2 separate regions of the Capra hircus genome follow, and region 2 is linked to region 1. A link is a contact called in public Hi-C data. All regions are on one chromosome and are shown on one strand. Each heading gives the region's core, a stretch centred on a gene start, on an enhancer-like site or on the middle of the called end of the contact. The rest is flanking DNA. Distances are from core to core; before and after follow the strand shown.

Region 1 (3,899 bases), core at 693-3,192:
TGAGAGTTGGAATGTGAAGAAAGCTGAGCACTGAAGAATTAATGCTTTTGAACTGTGGTGTTGGAGAAGACTCTTGCAAGTCCCTTGGACTGCAAGGAGATCCAACCAGTCCATCCTAAAGGAGATCAGCCCTGAGTGTCCACTGGAAGGACTGATGTTGAAGCTGAAACTCCAATACTTTGGCCACTTGATGCAAAGAGCTGACTCATTCGAAAAGACCCTGTTGCTGGGAAAGATTGAGGGCAGGAGGAGAAGGGGATTGCAGAGGATAAGATGGTTTTATGGCATCACCGACTCAGTGGGCATGAGTTTGGGTGAACCCCAGGAGTTGGTGATAGACAGGGAGGCCTGTGTGCCACGTTATGTGGGGTTGCAAAGAGTCAGACACAACTGAGTGATTGTACTGAAGTGAACTGAACTGAAGCCCACACTCCCTGTGCATCACCCTTGTACCTGCTGAATGGTAACCATTGCTGCAAAATCCCACGTACAAAGAAAGAATGCCAGGAGAGGGGAACTTGAAGGAGTTCGTGACTAACACTGTTTAATAAGTTGCCTCCACAGTATTGTTTTCAAGGAGACAAAATTCTTGTGGATTTTAAGCTAAAGTTTAAGGCAGACGGTTTTGGCTGGCCCAGGGTTCAATCTTTTAAAAATTACCCCACCAAGTACTCTGCCTTCTAAGAGCTGCTCTTCATAGAAAATATCTTCTGTCTGGAGAGTAACTAACACACATGCCTTTGTGTAGCGCGCCCCCTAGTGGTTATAAATCAGCACTACTGCTGCTGCTGCTGCTGAGTCGCTTCAGTCCTGTCTGACTCTGTGCGACCCCATAGACGGCAGCCCATCAGCCTGCCCCATCCCTGGGATTCTCCAGGCAAGAACACTGGAGTGGGTTGCCATTTCCTTCTCCAATGCATGAAAGTGAAAAGTGAAAGTGAAGTCGCTCAGTCGTGTCCGACTCCTAGCGACCCCATGGACTGCAGCCTACCAGGCTCCTCCGTCCATGGGATTTTTCCAAGAGTACTGGAGTGGGGTGCCATTGCCTTCTCCAAATCAGCACTAACACGAGATAAATGGCCCACCTTGGGTACAGTGATGCTGAGAAAGCTTGAGGGCAGGAGAAGGGGGTGACAGAGGACGAGATGGTTGGATGGCATCCCTGACTCAATAGACACGAGTCTGAGCAAACTCCAGGAGACAGTGAAGGACAGGGAAGCCTGGTGTGCTATAGCTCATGGGGTCGCAAAGAGCTGGACACGACTTAGCGACTGAAGAACAACAAAGGCACGATGAGTCCTGAACAGGAGGAGAGTGGGGAAAATAGAGCGGGAGAAACCCATCCTCTCACTCAGTTTTCAACAGTCCCCTGAGAGATTCTGCTAGAGTTAAAATTAATCACATTAAAATACGAGAGGAGAACAAAGCTCAAATATTGTCATGGCAATGAATCACAGTCCATTTGTTTGTAAAAATTTTCCTTTACAATATTTCTTTTAAAAATATAAAGCACTTCAAGAGCACAGTTATTCACGTGTCCCTTATAGGGTTGATGCACTTTTCCCCATCTTCACACGGCATCCATGGGTAACAGCTGGCTCTTGGGGGTTGACTCTGAGATGAGACTGTCCCCAGCTCTTCTTGCGCCTCGGCGCTCCTCTCCCTTGCTAGGGAAGGGAGAAGGGAAGCAACCTGTCACGTGCACGAAGTCACCGACCTGATGGAACTGCAGCGACGGCACAAGCCCCGACACCGCAGTCAGGCACCGGTAACGGGCCCACCCGTCAGTCCCAACAGTGACGGAGAGCCTGCGCGGGGGCTGCCCCTGCAAGCCAGACACACCGCACCCATCGGGACGGTCCTTGCCCACCCCAGCCAGACAGCCGAGGAGGAAGAAGAAACGAAAAGTCTGCAAGTGCTCTGCACGGAACTTCTGGACGTCTCTGCATCACCAGCAAGTGTGATGGTGCGACCCTGCGGGGAAGGCGGCCCTACAACCACACCAACCAGAAAAGCCCGCCGCGCAGCAGCTCTGCCCAGGGATCTGCTCCCCTCAGTTCAATGATGGAGAAATGAAGCCCAGGATCCCACCTTCTGGTTCTGCCAGAGACTTTCGGGAGCTAACTTTTATTCTTCTATGTGCGCGTAACTTCCACAATGCTTTGGTCTCAGCACTTAAAACCAAACGTGAAGACAATAGATGCTACACTGTGCATCATTGATCGGAAACATCCAAGACAGGCACGGCAGAGCCCATCCTGGCCACGGGGTCCTCTCTTTACCTGTAATGAGGAGTTGCCACACTCTTACCTGCCAATCAAGGAAGCGACTGACAGAACTGCCTGCAAATTCTGGCTTAAACTCTGAGTATCCTCAATGAATGCCCTTCTTTGGCTTTCCCTTTCACAATCCCCTTGCTATTTGTTGAAGTGAGGAAGAGAAAAGCAGGGATAAAAGGGAAACAAACGATCAGGAGGTTCAAGTACCCCATACCATCAAGATGGGAGTCTTGGTGATATCTCTGAACAATTAATTCCAGGAATGGCTACTTAAAAGGGGCTTTCCAGGTGGCACTCTGGCGAAGAATTAGCCTGCCAATGCAGGAGACACAAGAGACACAGGTTTGATTCCTGGGTTGGGAAGATCCCCTGGAGGAGGCATGGTTACCCACTCTAGTATTCTTGCCTGGAGAATCCCACAAATAGAGGAGCCGGCAGGGGGCTGGGGGTGGGGGGCTACAGTCCACAAGGTCACAAATGGCTACTAAAAGAAAAAGTTGAAAAATGAATCCATAATATTCTACTCAGCTGAGAAATACATATCAAGAATCAGCTCAGACTTCCACAATAGCTTTGTACCACGCCCCAGCTGGTTCATTTTTACTCTGCTACACACTCCAAGATATTATTGTTCCACATTTTAATTATGTATGTTTTTAAACCCCCAAATACATTATTATTATCATTGTTTCTACAGTCAATATTCATCTGGATTTTCTATTTACAATGGGTTCTTTCTCGCATTTCCATGTTAAGACAGAAGAAAATCTTCGATGTATAGACTCTTACGCCCCATATAAAATTTTTCAAGACAGCATAAGGAAAAATAATTGGGAATGAGCATCAGGAGATGTGGGTGCTACACATAAATGCTCACTGGCTATGAACAGCGGACAATCTCATTTAACAAAGAGGCCAGGTGGGCATCTTAGAATGGTCCTAGCTTCTGTAGGACCTTGATGAAGGCTAAGCAGACCTCCTGAAGATATCCTAAGGCTTCTTGTCTTGGCCCTACAGTTTCAAATTCTGCAGGCTGACAAGCAAAGCTGTAATATAATTGGGTGTCCCAGTGGCTGATACTCCTGAGTTTGTCGGGGGTGAGGTCTGATTGAGAGTCGTCAGTGGCTGTGGGTTTACTCCATCTGCTGGCTGATTCTGCTCAGGCTTCACTAATAACTCTATCTCTCGGCTAGTTCAGTAATGCCTGACTCTCTGTGACCCCATGGTCTGGAGCTCACCAGGCTCTCCTGTCCATGGGACTTTCCAGGCAGGAATACTGACTGGAGTGGGCTGCCATGTCCTCTCTCAGATGCACAGTGCTCTGTTAGTTTCCTTTCAGATGGAGCAAAACTAGAAATGATTAGGACTGGGGCCTCACTGCATTTTGAATAGGGAAAGGGGGTTTCTGAACAGAATGGACCAGAACACAGTGTCCATGAGGCAGAAGATAGAAGATGTGGTTCTGGGCAACAAGTCCATGTGGTAACTGCCTGTGATTTCATCCAGACTGAACCTAAACATTCAGGGAGTTCAGTTATCCCTTCATCACAGTCTGTAAAAGGTCCCTCCCTCGGGTGGAAGGGGCAGGCTGGGGCTGGGTGGACTGACTAGGACTTGCCA
Region 2 (3,899 bases), core at 657-3,156, 240 kb after region 1:
TAAATATAACGATTTAAGTTCGCATCATTTAAGGCCAGTGATGTTAGCAGGCCCAATTTTGGGGCACTGGGCATACAGAGTATGCCCTGCAAGGCTCCGGAGCTGTCCAGAGACCCGCAGAGTCGGGTCACTACCGGGGCCAAGCGATTGGCTTTAGGTCAACGCAGGTCCCACCGTCAACAACCCTCGTCCGGACCAGTCAATTTCAAACAGCACCTAGGCGGCAGAGGGTCACTCGGCGGCGTGGACTCCACGGCTCCAGAGCCCCTCTGGGTCTCTCGGTCTCTCTCTCTCTCTCTCTCTCTGACACACACACACACACATACACACACACACACACACACACACACACACACGCTCGCCGCCCTCGCGCGCGCCCGCGGCACCACACGGACTTCCCAACCCCAAACACACGCGCGCACCCCACGGCCAGCTGAGTTCTGTATTTCCTCTTCCTCAAAGCTACTCTTGCGATCTTAGCCGCCCCGCTCCGCTTCGGATTCCAGGGCCCCCAGAGCTCGGCTACCTCCCTTCCCTGAAGGCGCGCCCGGTGCGCCCCTCCTCTGATGCCAGGATCATCCACCGACTTCCCCCACCTCCTTTCCGGGTCCCAGCCGGGACTTCGGAGTGTCCCGGGGAGGCGGGTATTTACTAACAGTCGTCCGGGGCTCCCAGCTGCCCCTGCCGCCCCTTCGCGTCCCTCCAGGCCCTCCACCCCTCTAGCCCATCACCGCCCCCTGCCAGGAGCGCGCTCGCCGGGGGATTCCCTCCCATCTTCGAGCGCCTGAGAAAAGCCGGGAGTCCTCGCTGCCAGTCTTTTCTCCCGCGCACCCTCTGTGGTGCCCAAGCCCCCAATCCCACTCTCCCTGTCCTGAGTCCCCAGTCCCCCGGCTCCAGCACCGCAACCCCAGGTCGACCCCCTGCAACCGGCCCTGGCCGAAACGTCTCGGCTGGTTCCTCGGTCACGAGCCCTGCGCCCCCTCCTCGGAGCCCCTCGCTCGGCTCCCATTCCTCCTGCCGCCTCCCCCTCTGCCCTGACTTCCCCAACTGCGGAGTGCCCAGGCGCGCCCGCAGCCTTCACCCCGCCGAGCCCGGGGCCACCCCCGCTTGCGACGCGGCGCCCCCAGAAAGGAAACAAAAGTCTCCGCGGCGCCCAGAGTCCCCCGGAGCAAGACGCCTCCTCCTCACCCCAGCCCCAGGTCCCTCCCGGGCCGCGCTGAGGTCAGCGAGTCAGGGCGCCACGCCAGCCCAGGAAACTTTACGAACCTGCCCGGGGTCGCAGGACGGCGGCGGCGAGGGTTCCCAGCGATAAGATCTCTGGCGACCCCGCGACTGTGGAAGGGGAGCCGGAGAGTCTGTCGCCCAGCTCAGGGCCCCGGCGGTGTGAGTGGCTCTGCCTCTATCTATCCCGTGCCCATCCTCGCCCGCTCTCGCTTGTCCGAGCACACGCACTTACACTCCGGGTCGGCCGGCTGCTGCGCCGCCGGCTGCCGCTGCTCTCACTTCCTCTTCCTTCCTCCTGCTGGCCAGAGACACATTTTGCATCTGCAAGGCATCCCGAGATTAGCCGCGAACTCTCCTACAGAGCAGACGCTGCGGAGTGGCCGCCGGCGCCCCCGGCACCTGCGCCGGGACCCGCGTGGTTGGCGCGTTCGCTTCCAGCCGGCCCCCTGCTGCCTGCGCACCGCACTTCGCCTGGGGGGGATGGGGGTGCCCACGACTTTTTGAAGTCCCCCTACTTAAAGAGAAATGTCAAACACTATGCACGCCTCAGTTCTGCTATAAATAATATGTGTGCAGAGCATGACTTCTCGGATGAGCTCACAAGCGGCGTTTTGCAGGCACTAATTAACTCCGTCACCCTCATAGCGCCACCTCCGGGAGGCCGGGAGTGCGTGGCATTTTTTTTTACAAGCTTTCAATTTTGGCAGTTGGTTTGGGATTTTGAGGGGAAACTTCGGTGGGCCGTTTTAAAGCTACTTGAAGAGGCTGTTTGCTTTGACGTTCTGCCTGGACTCTTGGACAGTGCGACAAAATTAACAACAGAACGTTTCCTCCTCCTCACAGTCACCTGTGCGCTTACAGACCACGGGATTTATTTCTCAACAATTAAGCCAGGGATTCCCTAATTTTGCATAACTTTGCATAAAGCAAGACGTTCTATCCCCAATTTGGTCTGTAAGGTACATTATTTGATTCATACAACCTACTTTAGTCCTTTTCAAAGCAGAAATTAAGCACGATAATTGAGTTGCTGCCAGAAGGGAAATGACAGTTGTTGGAAGGTTACAGGAGAAACACCTGTCCTCTCCAAATTCTGAAGCATCTATGCTGGCTCTACCAGAGAAGGAAAAGACAACTGCTATGCATTCCCTGCAAATTGGCAAAGGAGATAAAGTGGGACAGGGAGGCATTAGAATATAAGCAAAGATGCTTTTTAGGTTTCGATCCCACCCACTCCACCACCTAGGCCCCAAAGGAGATTTAAATTTTAACACTGCACTGACTGCAGCCATGAAATTCAAAGATGCTTGCTCCTTGGAAGGAAAGCTATGATAAACCTAGACTGTATTAGAGAGCAAAGACATCACTTTGACAACAAAAGTCCATGTAGTCAAACCTGTTAACAGTAGTCATGTCCAGATGTGAGAGTTGGACCATAAAGAAGGCTGACTGCCAAAGAATTGATTCTTTCAAATTGTGGTACTAGAGAAGACTCTTGAGAGTTGCTTGGACTGCAAGGAGGTCAAACCAATCACTGCTAAATAAAATTGACCCTAATTATTCATTGGAAAGGCTGATGCTGAAGCTGAAACTCCAATACTTTGGCCACCTGATGCAAAGAGCCAACTCTTTGGAAAAGACCCTGATGCTGGGAGAGATTGAGTGCAAGAGGGGACAGAGGCGGCAGAGGATGAGATGGTTAGATAACATCACCGACTTAATGGACATAAATTTGAGCAAACTCTGGGAGAGTGAAGGATGGGGAAGCCTGGTGTGCTACAGTTCATGGGGTCAAAAACAGTTGAACACATCTTAGCGACTGAATAATAACTGTCCATTAGCAGCCAAGAGCTCCAAGCAGCTATTGAATGCTTGAAACATGGCTAGTGCTAACATGTTCTGTAAGTGTAAAATAGACACTAGACTTCATGTGAAAATAGAAGATAAAATAGCTGGTTAATAATTTTAATGTTGATTACATCATTCCAACAAATGACGATAGTTTAGATGTGATGATTCAGTTGGGTTAATTATTGGGTTAAGACATAAATGTATGCTATATATACTAATTTAAAATAATTTTACTGGTTTCTTTTTACATTTTAAATGCAACTACTAGAAGAAATAAGATTATACACATGGTTCTCATTAGTGGCTCACATTATATTTCTAGTGAACCACTCTGATCTGACCCCTTATTATATGCATAACCCCAGGAGTTAGTATCAGGAGCGTGAATACTTGGGTGCAGATCATTATAAACCAATAACTTAAAGCAGGATGATTCCAGGAAAGTAATTTCACTTCTTTATTTCCCCATCTGTAAAACAGTAATGATACAGTAATAACAGTCAACAGGGCAGCTATCAAATGAGGTAATTTAATAAGCAGTCAGTAAATGGGGCCTTTACTAATGATGATGAGATGCTTATAATAATAAGTATGAATTTGATCCACAACTTTCTAGCTCAGGCACATAAAGACAGCCTCAGACATCATGAACATTCAGTAAATGTTAGCTGTCATAATTGTTCCAAAGGTAGACAGGGAACTTCTCCCAGCAATTAGACAACGCCACCTCTTTGTAACCTTTGGTCCCAGTTCTGCCCTCTGCAGTTAACACGGAGTAAGTCACATCCGTCCTAGGGAGATAACCTTTCAGATCTTTGAAGGTA

What was found. Hi-C and Micro-C count contacts between places; a contact is called where the count stands out from the background.
Region 2: a Hi-C map of blood shows a contact between it and region 1, with 2.5 times the contacts expected there. The contact joins the promoter of ELMO1 here to the enhancer-like site in region 1. A contact is called at or near these places in 2 of 5 Hi-C or Micro-C datasets (both in blood).

What each region holds. Positions count from the first base shown.
Region 1 is chr4:60,090,854-60,094,752 of ARS1.2, forward strand. All of the region lies in intron 13 of ELMO1 (engulfment and cell motility protein 1), which reads right to left. Among named protein-coding and RNA genes, the nearest start is that of ELMO1, 240 kb to the right of the region's middle. Within about 2 kb of position 1,943, at least 1 of the 5 cell types and tissues checked has an H3K27ac peak or open chromatin away from gene starts, as enhancers often do.
Region 2 is chr4:60,330,709-60,334,607 of ARS1.2, forward strand. ELMO1 (engulfment and cell motility protein 1) reads right to left here and starts at 1,907. Exons shown (of 22, transcript XM_018047160.1): 1 at 1,457-1,907.